2 separate regions of the Cricetulus griseus genome follow, and region 1 is linked to region 2. A link is a contact called in public Hi-C data. All regions are on one chromosome and are shown on one strand. Each heading gives the region's core, a stretch centred on a gene start, on an enhancer-like site or on the middle of the called end of the contact. The rest is flanking DNA. Distances are from core to core; before and after follow the strand shown. Region 1 holds the start of Irx5 (iroquois-class homeodomain protein IRX-5). Region 2 holds the start of Irx3 (iroquois-class homeodomain protein IRX-3).

Evidence for each region. A called contact is a pair of places that touch in the nucleus more often than the background predicts.
Region 1: a Hi-C map of fibroblasts shows a contact between it and region 2, with 12 times the contacts expected there. The contact joins the promoter of Irx5 here to the promoter of Irx3 in region 2. A contact is called at or near these places in 4 of 8 Hi-C or Micro-C datasets (the CHK-Q cell line, the CHO-K1 cell line and fibroblasts).

The regions. Positions count from the first base shown.
Region 1 is chr3:168,061,082-168,064,771 of CriGri-PICRH-1.0, reverse strand. Irx5 (iroquois-class homeodomain protein IRX-5) reads right to left here and starts at 1,511. Exons shown (of 3, transcript XM_027405595.2): 1 at 891-1,511. The coding sequence starts at 1,136. LOC118238499 reads right to left here. Exons shown (of 3, transcript XM_035441677.1): 2 at 3,112-3,690; 3 at 1,682-2,050. The coding sequence ends at 1,957.
Region 2 is chr3:167,480,827-167,484,632 of CriGri-PICRH-1.0, reverse strand. Irx3 (iroquois-class homeodomain protein IRX-3) reads left to right here and starts at 2,485. Exons shown (of 5, transcript XM_035442583.1): 1 at 2,485-2,901; 2 at 3,039-3,806. The coding sequence starts at 2,632. It overlaps LOC103160963 (a long non-coding RNA gene), which reads right to left and starts at 2,092. Exons shown (of 9, transcript XR_004769252.1): 1 at 1,287-2,092.

The DNA.
Region 1 (3,690 bases), core at 262-2,761, 580 kb before region 2:
TCCCCCTCCTCAGAAGGCAGTGGGTCCCCCAATTTCTAAATCTGGTCCTTCAGGACCCCTGAGGCTGTTCAGGGCTTGGCACACCACCTTGAAGGCCCTCATCTACTGAGAAACCCGGGGCTCAGATCTGGCCTCTGCAGCAGGGCCCACGGTTCACTTAGAGGCCTGAGCAACCTCGGCAGCGACTCAGAGCTCTACGCCAGGGCGGTCGCTTGTTGGGTGCAATAAGGGACGTCGGGCTCTTTCTTTAATCCTCGGAGAAACTCTAAGGACAAGCTGAGCTTTAGCCTGCACACCGACGGTCCAAAAATACTATCCCTAACCGAAGCGGTTGCGCTTTTCCAGAAAGCACACCCGGCCGAAAAAACCCGGATACACCGCAGCTCGCTGGACGTTTCAGAATTTAATACTTTCAAATCGGATTGCGAAGATAGGATTATGGATTTGCAACATTTTGGAGGATTAATTAAAGGCGAGGCCAAACACATTTACATAGATTTTGCTCGCTACCGCTGTTCAGAATTCGGCTTTGCTTCTTTTGAACTACTTTTCTAAAATAGCAAAACAAAAAGAAAAAAACGTAAAAAAAAAAATGCAGGTTGGCCCAGAGCTTTGAGCCAAATGTTGTTCTTTAATAGTCACCCCCAACCCCTCCCCAAACCCTTCCCTTCTTTAGCTAAGCAATCGCCGGGAGACGTGGTGGCTCTTGAGGGAGCTACTCCGGAGCCTGAGGCTTGGGCGAAGGCGAGCAAGACAATCGCTCAAGTTTGCAAGGGCCGCGAAGCTGGGCGGACGAGGTGGCGCCTAGGCCCGTGTCCCCCGCAGCCAGCCACGGTCTGCAGGCCTGGTCCCGGCTGCCCGCCCTCCCGCCGCGGATCCAGCTCACTCACCACGTACGAGAAGGCGGCGGCGGCTGCAGCCGCGGGGTCAGCGCCGTACTGGAGGTGCGAGTTGTAGCCCGGAGACGGAGCGGTGAAGGCAGTGGAGCCAGCGTAGGGCGAGAATGCGGAGCCCGAAGACGAGCGACCGAGCTCATCCGTGCGGGGCCCCGAAATGACGCTGGTGCTATATGCGGGGCACGAGTAGAGCGCCAGCGAGGCGGACGGCTGGTACAAGTAGCCCTGCGGGTAGGACATGGCCACACACGGGCATGGGGCGCGCCGCGCCGCGGCGGCCAGCGAGCCGGGCGGCGCCCTGCGAGGGCGAGCGAGCGGGCACCTGGCCTCTGGTTGCCCCGGGCCGCAGCTCTTCGAGCCCCTGCTCCCGGGCTCCGGCCCGCGGCGCCTCCTGGTTGGCTTCCCGCGCGCCTCCGGCTGCGACCGCCGCGCCCGCACCTCTGCGCGCCCCGCTTGCCCGGGCTAGGCTTTCTCTCCCCCCACCCCCCCTCGCTCTTTGCACCGGGGGGCTCTGCTTTTGGCTTTGCAAAGGTCCTGCCAAGATGCTAAGTTGGAAATTGAGGATTCTGACGCCTTGTGCGCGCGCGAAGCTCCTCCTTCCCGGGGTGTAGTCGGTGGGGGGACTGGCAGGAGCCTCTGGGCGGCCGCAGCCAACCCGGCCGCCAGGCGCGCCTCGCCCTCTCCCTGTTCCTCCCCGGCTCCTCTCCCGCTCACTGGCGCTCCCCTCGCCCCTCCCTAGCGCCCGCCTCTCCTCCGCCGCCCCCCTCTCCTCCTCTGCCCGACCTCCCCCTCCTCCCTCCCTGACTCTTCCTCTCCTCTCTTTCTCAGACTCTCGAGCGCCGGCCCCAGGATGACAATCACATCCCAAGCGCGCCGATCGCTTCCAACTTTGCTCTCCTCTGCTAACTCTGGGCGGAGCGGCAATCTCGACGCACGACCGGCCTCTGTCGTGTGTCGGGCCGCTCGGAAACACAAAGGGAAAGAAAGAGACACCGGGCTGCGCTTGGGTGAACGCTCAGCGCCCTTCTCGCCAGTGCAAATAGCGAAGTTGGCGGACGTCTTATTCTCCGGAAAACTGGCCTCGGAGGTGGTTCGTCACTTGCTCCACAGCGGCTTCTCCCTCCAGCCGAAGGTCTCTAGGTTGAGCCGGAGACCTGGAATTTAGGTCCCAGAAAGAGCCAATGGATGTCCGCGCCCAGGGCACACAGAGGCCGAGATGACCGCCTCTCTTTGCCAGCCGCAGCAGCAGGTGGGCGAGAGCCAGGCCTAGGCTGAAGGACCCTGGCTGGGCCTTCCTTCCACCAACCCCTGCCAGAAGGCTAGAGGAGGCTAGTGAGGAGACTTGGGGACTCTGGGTGGGGGTGTGGCTTTTCTTTGGACCAAGGAAGGCAGTGAGCAAGAAGTACGCGGCGGAGAAGCAGTTACACCCGAGTAGGTCCCCCAGGTCGCTCTCAGCCACATTGCCACCCCATGCAGCGTTGCTTGCTTCTCATGGCTGGCTATGGGCAGTTCGCCCCGCCAGGTTTGTGGTGACCGAGGGTGTGGGATCTCTTCCCTTTTGTTCCACTAAGTCTCCTTCCCTCTCGCTCGCACCCGCCCCCGTTGCACTGCAAACACTGGGCAGAACAGTGTCTAACCCAACCGCTGTTTGTTTAGCGAGGCCCTGGCCGGGCAAACACTCACCAATGAATCACAGACAGATCCCCCCCACCCCGCTCCCCCGCAACATCACCACCACAGGGCAATACAGTGAGAAGGCAAAACAGACCCTCACCCCTGGTCTCTACCTCCCACCGCCGCAAATTACAGACGCACTGGAGCTCAGGGACAGACAGGGGCGCTGGTGAACCAGGACCGCGGCCGGCATAGCGCACAACCCAAGCATTTTGTGGCCTTTCACAATCCAGCAACGCGCAGGCTGGAGCATAACTATGCACAAAGTTTCGCTCAATAATTTTGACCCTCGGGACGCACAATTTACTGAGCTGGGGCCACCGCACACACTAACCCCACCCTGACCACATTGGGACCAGCTCCGCGGCGCGCTTTCACGCACGCGCGCAGGCTGCCCCTTGCCTGGCAGTCCAGCTACAGGTTCCGCCCCCAAGAGGTTGGACCCCTGCGGACTACATTCTCCGAGAACCTCTCGGCCCACCCCACCGGTCCCTTACACAGCCCTCGTCTCTGATTGGGCGCCGGCCTCCACTAGCCCCACCTCTGGATGATGCAGCCGCTTCCTTCGGAGTCCCAGCGCTGAGGGGGCGTGGCTGGGCGTGGCTTCGGCTGCGTATTGTCATGGAGACCAGAAGCCGTCCGCCGCTGAGGCGGGCGGCTGTGAGCCAGGCGGAGCGGCGCGCCGGGCCGGAGCCCCGGGGAGCGCGCGACGGCCTGAGGCTGCCTCTCGGGCTGACCGTTCCGGGTTCCGGGTAGGTTCGGGTGTCTGCAGGGAGCGTCTCCGCCCCGACGCGAGGGTCCCCGCCTCCTGCAACCGCACCGCCCCCGGCTCCGCCCGCTCAGCCCAGCTAACGGTCGGAGCGGCCTGCCACGAGGGAGCGTCCGCGGCCCGCGCAGAGCGGCGCACCAAGCGGGTGTCTTGGACACGGCCGGGCCCCACGCGTGGGCCGCCAGAGCGTGAGACCCGCCAGGCGGGTGCTTCAGTCCGCGTGCAGGAAGGCACGCGTGAGCGTGTCCCCCGGGCCCACGCGTGTCCCCCTGAATCAGTGTTTCGGCTCTCGTCCAGGACGACGACTTCTGAAAGCGAGCCAAGGAGGTTTGTGCCACCGAGAGCCCGAGT
Region 2 (3,806 bases), core at 1,236-3,735:
GTGTGTGTGTTGTGTTTTTGCGTTTTCTTTTCCATCTGGAAAAAAACGGAATTAAATATCCGTGTTTTTACCCAGGTACATACAAAGAAGCCTCTTCGCCCACCTTGTAATCTGGCTATTGCTTATTGGCCTGGTCCACCACTGTTTAGGTAGGTCTTCACAGCTGCCTAGCAAAACTCACAGCCCTATACATAGGAAAGATCCTAGGAAATAATATTACCCCGATTCTGTACCCCTAAGACCCTTCCTGAACAGGTGAGCTTCCCTTGACAGATTTAACCAGAAACGGAATCAGGCTAGGGAAAAGCATTTGAAGGCCACAGCTGGCCTTGCAGTGCCTCCTCTGTCAGGCTCACCGAAAGCCAACCTCTGTAAGGCTCACCCCGCACCCGGCAAGGAGGGCCAGGAAGGAACAGAGAAGCCGCACAGAGAGAATTTAGGGAGATTCCAGATGCTGCCATTGAACTCTAAACCTTAGGCAGCTCCCCAAACTTCGGTCCGTGCTTCCCTACTAATTTTCTGAGTGGCACCTCCTGGAACCTTAGGCCCGTACAAAGGCCCATGGAATGTAACAGAGGTGGCACACGGACTCCACTTTTGACTGGAGTCCAGGGCCAGGGCGAAAGAAACCTTCATTTCCTGACTTAACTATTCATACCAGAGCCAATCAGCCCGGAACCCTCAGATCCCTCCACTGGGAATTCAGACTTGTTTCGTAGATCACCTGGAGACGCGGGAGTGGTGTTTCTACCTCTAAGTTGGGCTCCTCGCTCTACTAAAGAATCGCAGTCCGGGAGTTGTCTGGGCCGCAGGCCCGCAGCAGGCCTGGCCCGCGCGTGGGTCGTCGCCACAGTCTAAATCGCCACAGTCTAAATAGCCACAGCTATTCCGAGCATTTCAGTGTGGCTTTTCACTGCCCACCGTAATCCGTGAAGGTGGGCAATTGAACACTACATTTCAAGTTAGATTTAGTTATCCTACCATAAAACATTTAGATATCCTACCAGAAAACGAGTCTGGCTCCCCACCCCCCACATGCACACGCTCCTCGGCTCTAGGGGATTGTCACCAAAAGAAAACACTGGCCTTGGGCCCAGAGAACAGGAGAAGGGACAGTGAAATGAATGGTCGTAATCGACCAAAAACATCAACACAGAAACTTCTCGAAGTGCTCTCAGAAAGTTCCCAGAGCCTCCGCGGTGAGGCTCTCTCTGCTCCTCCCCCACCCCATAGCCAGGAGCTCCAACTCTGCTTGCTCCGCAAGACCACCTGGGCGCCAAACTCACTTTCTAATGAGAATTCTCACCGAGGTACCCCGGAGGTGTTAACGTGGTGAACTGTAGGGTTTCCCCGACACAGATTCGGTCTTTTAAAAGATCAGAGGGGCAGCTCTCCCTACTCCCAGGCTGCACGCTCAACTCTTTTAGCTGCCCTTTTTGCTGCCCGCTTAGGCTATTGGAAGCGTCCTAGGGACCAGAGCTGAGAACTGCAAAGGGAAACAGCATCGCACAGAAAAACCCGGGTGCCAGCCTGGAGCCGGGGTCCCGTCCCACCCCGGAACTACAGCTGCTGTGGGGGCTGAAAAGCGAGGAGTTGGAAGACCCGAGGGGAGAGGTGACCCTGTACTAACCCTCCACTCCTGGTCTGGGCTCTCCCCTCCCTGTGCCGGCAGGAGGGGGGCGGGAAAAGACTGCGTCCCGGCCCGGCCCGCCCCGCCCCTCCCGGCGCTCTGTATTCGCGAGGGAAGGCCGCCTCGCCCAGAAGGCTCCCGGGTGATTGGAGACTCCAGGAGGAGACGCGAGGAAAAGTCGAATAAGAGGGCGCAACGTCAGACTCGAGATTTGGGGAAGGGTGAGGGAGGGGGTGGAAGGGCGGGGACGGACACACAGACACTGACGCGGACACACACCCCCTGCACAGCATTCTAAGTGTCTACAACTTTAGGTCGTTTTAGCTCAGGACACAGAACAGAGACCAGGGAGAAGGAAGAGAGACTGAGAGAGGGAGAGAAAAAAAAGATTTAAAAGAGAGGAGTCAGACTAGGAAAAGTAAAGAGAGGTGAGCAAAAGCAACTGTGAGAAAGGGAAAGAGGAAAAAGAACCGCAGTTTCCAAGCGCCCGAGACTGCGAAGGAGCCTCGGGAGCGGAAGCGATCAGGGGGAGGGGTGGGGAGGACGCAGCGAGGGGAGGGGAGAGGAAAGGACAGGAGGGGAGTGTAAACTATAGGAGGGCGAAGGAAGCGAGGCGCGACACAGCTTCGGGAGAGGACAGAACTGAGCGCTGCGCGCAGAGCAGCTCTCCAGGCCTAGAGGAGGGAGAGCGGCGCAGAGAGGAGGGGCTTGAGGCCCCGTAGAAATGTCAATCAGAGCCCGGAGCCCAGGGAATCTCGGCCAATCTGTTCGGACCTGACCTGACTCCTCGCTGCCGCTGCCGCCGCCGCGCCGCCGCCGCCGCCGCCGCCGCCGCCGCCGCCGCCGCCGCCGCGGAGCAGATCAATAGGCGAACGCGGAGCGCAGCGCAGCGCGGCCCGAGCTCGGCCCAGCCCCCGATGCGCTCCGGAGCCAGCGTGCGGCTCTGAGCACGGCGGCCCCGGGGGCCGGGCCCCCTCAACGTAGGTGCCCCTCGGGCCACCATGTCCTTCCCCCAGCTCGGATACCAGTACATCCGCCCGCTCTACCCACCGGAGCGCCCGGGAGCCGCAGGAGGCGGCGGCGGCAGCGCGGGGGGCCGGAGCGGTCCGGGAGCCGGAGCCTCAGAGCTGGCAGCCTCGGGGTCTCTATCCAATGTGCTTTCGTCCGTGTACGGGGCACCCTACGCCGCGGCCGCAGCTGCAGCTGCTGCCGCGCAGGGTTACGGCGCCTTCCTGCCCTACGCTACGGAGCTGCCCATCTTCCCACAGCTGGTAAGAGCCGGAAAAAACCGGGAAAGAGGGGTTGGAGCTGGGGTGCAGGGGTCCCGGCGGGAGGGTGGAGACGGCGACGGCTGGAGCTCACTTGCGCTACCCCGCGCGTGTCCCTTTCCTTTTCCATGTGCGTATAGGGCGCTCAATATGAGCTGAAGGACAGCCCTGGGGTGCAGCACACAGCCACGGCCTCCGCGTTCCCGCACCCGCACCCCGCCTTCTACCCCTACGGCCAGTACCAGTTCGGGGACCCGTCCCGTCCCAAGAACGCCACCCGCGAAAGCACGAGCACGCTCAAGGCCTGGCTCAACGAGCACCGCAAAAACCCGTACCCCACCAAGGGCGAGAAGATCATGCTGGCCATCATCACCAAGATGACCCTCACCCAGGTGTCCACCTGGTTCGCCAACGCGCGCCGGCGCCTCAAGAAGGAAAATAAAATGACATGGGCACCCCGTAGTCGCACGGACGAGGAGGGCAATGCTTATGGGAGCGAGCGGGAGGAGGAAGACGAAGAGGAAGATGAGGAAGAGGGCAAACGCGAGCTGGAGATGGAGGAGGAGGAGCTCGCAGGGGAGGAGGAGGACACGGGGGGCGAGGGCCTGGCCGACGACGACGAGGATGAGGAGATCGATTTGGAAAACTTAGACAGCGCTGCAGCCGGGCCGGACCTGGCCCTGACTGGGGCAGCGCACAGGAACGGCGACTTCGGCCTAGGACCCATTTCGGACTGCAAAAATAGTGACTCTGACGACAGCTCTGAAGGCTTGGAGGAGCGACCACTGTCTGTCCTAAGTCTGGCCCCAGTGCCACCGCCTGTGGCCAGGGCTCCTCCATCTACACCCTCTTCACCCTCCGGCCTGGACTCCTGTGCTCCCGCACCAGCGCCCTCCTCCGCCCTGCAG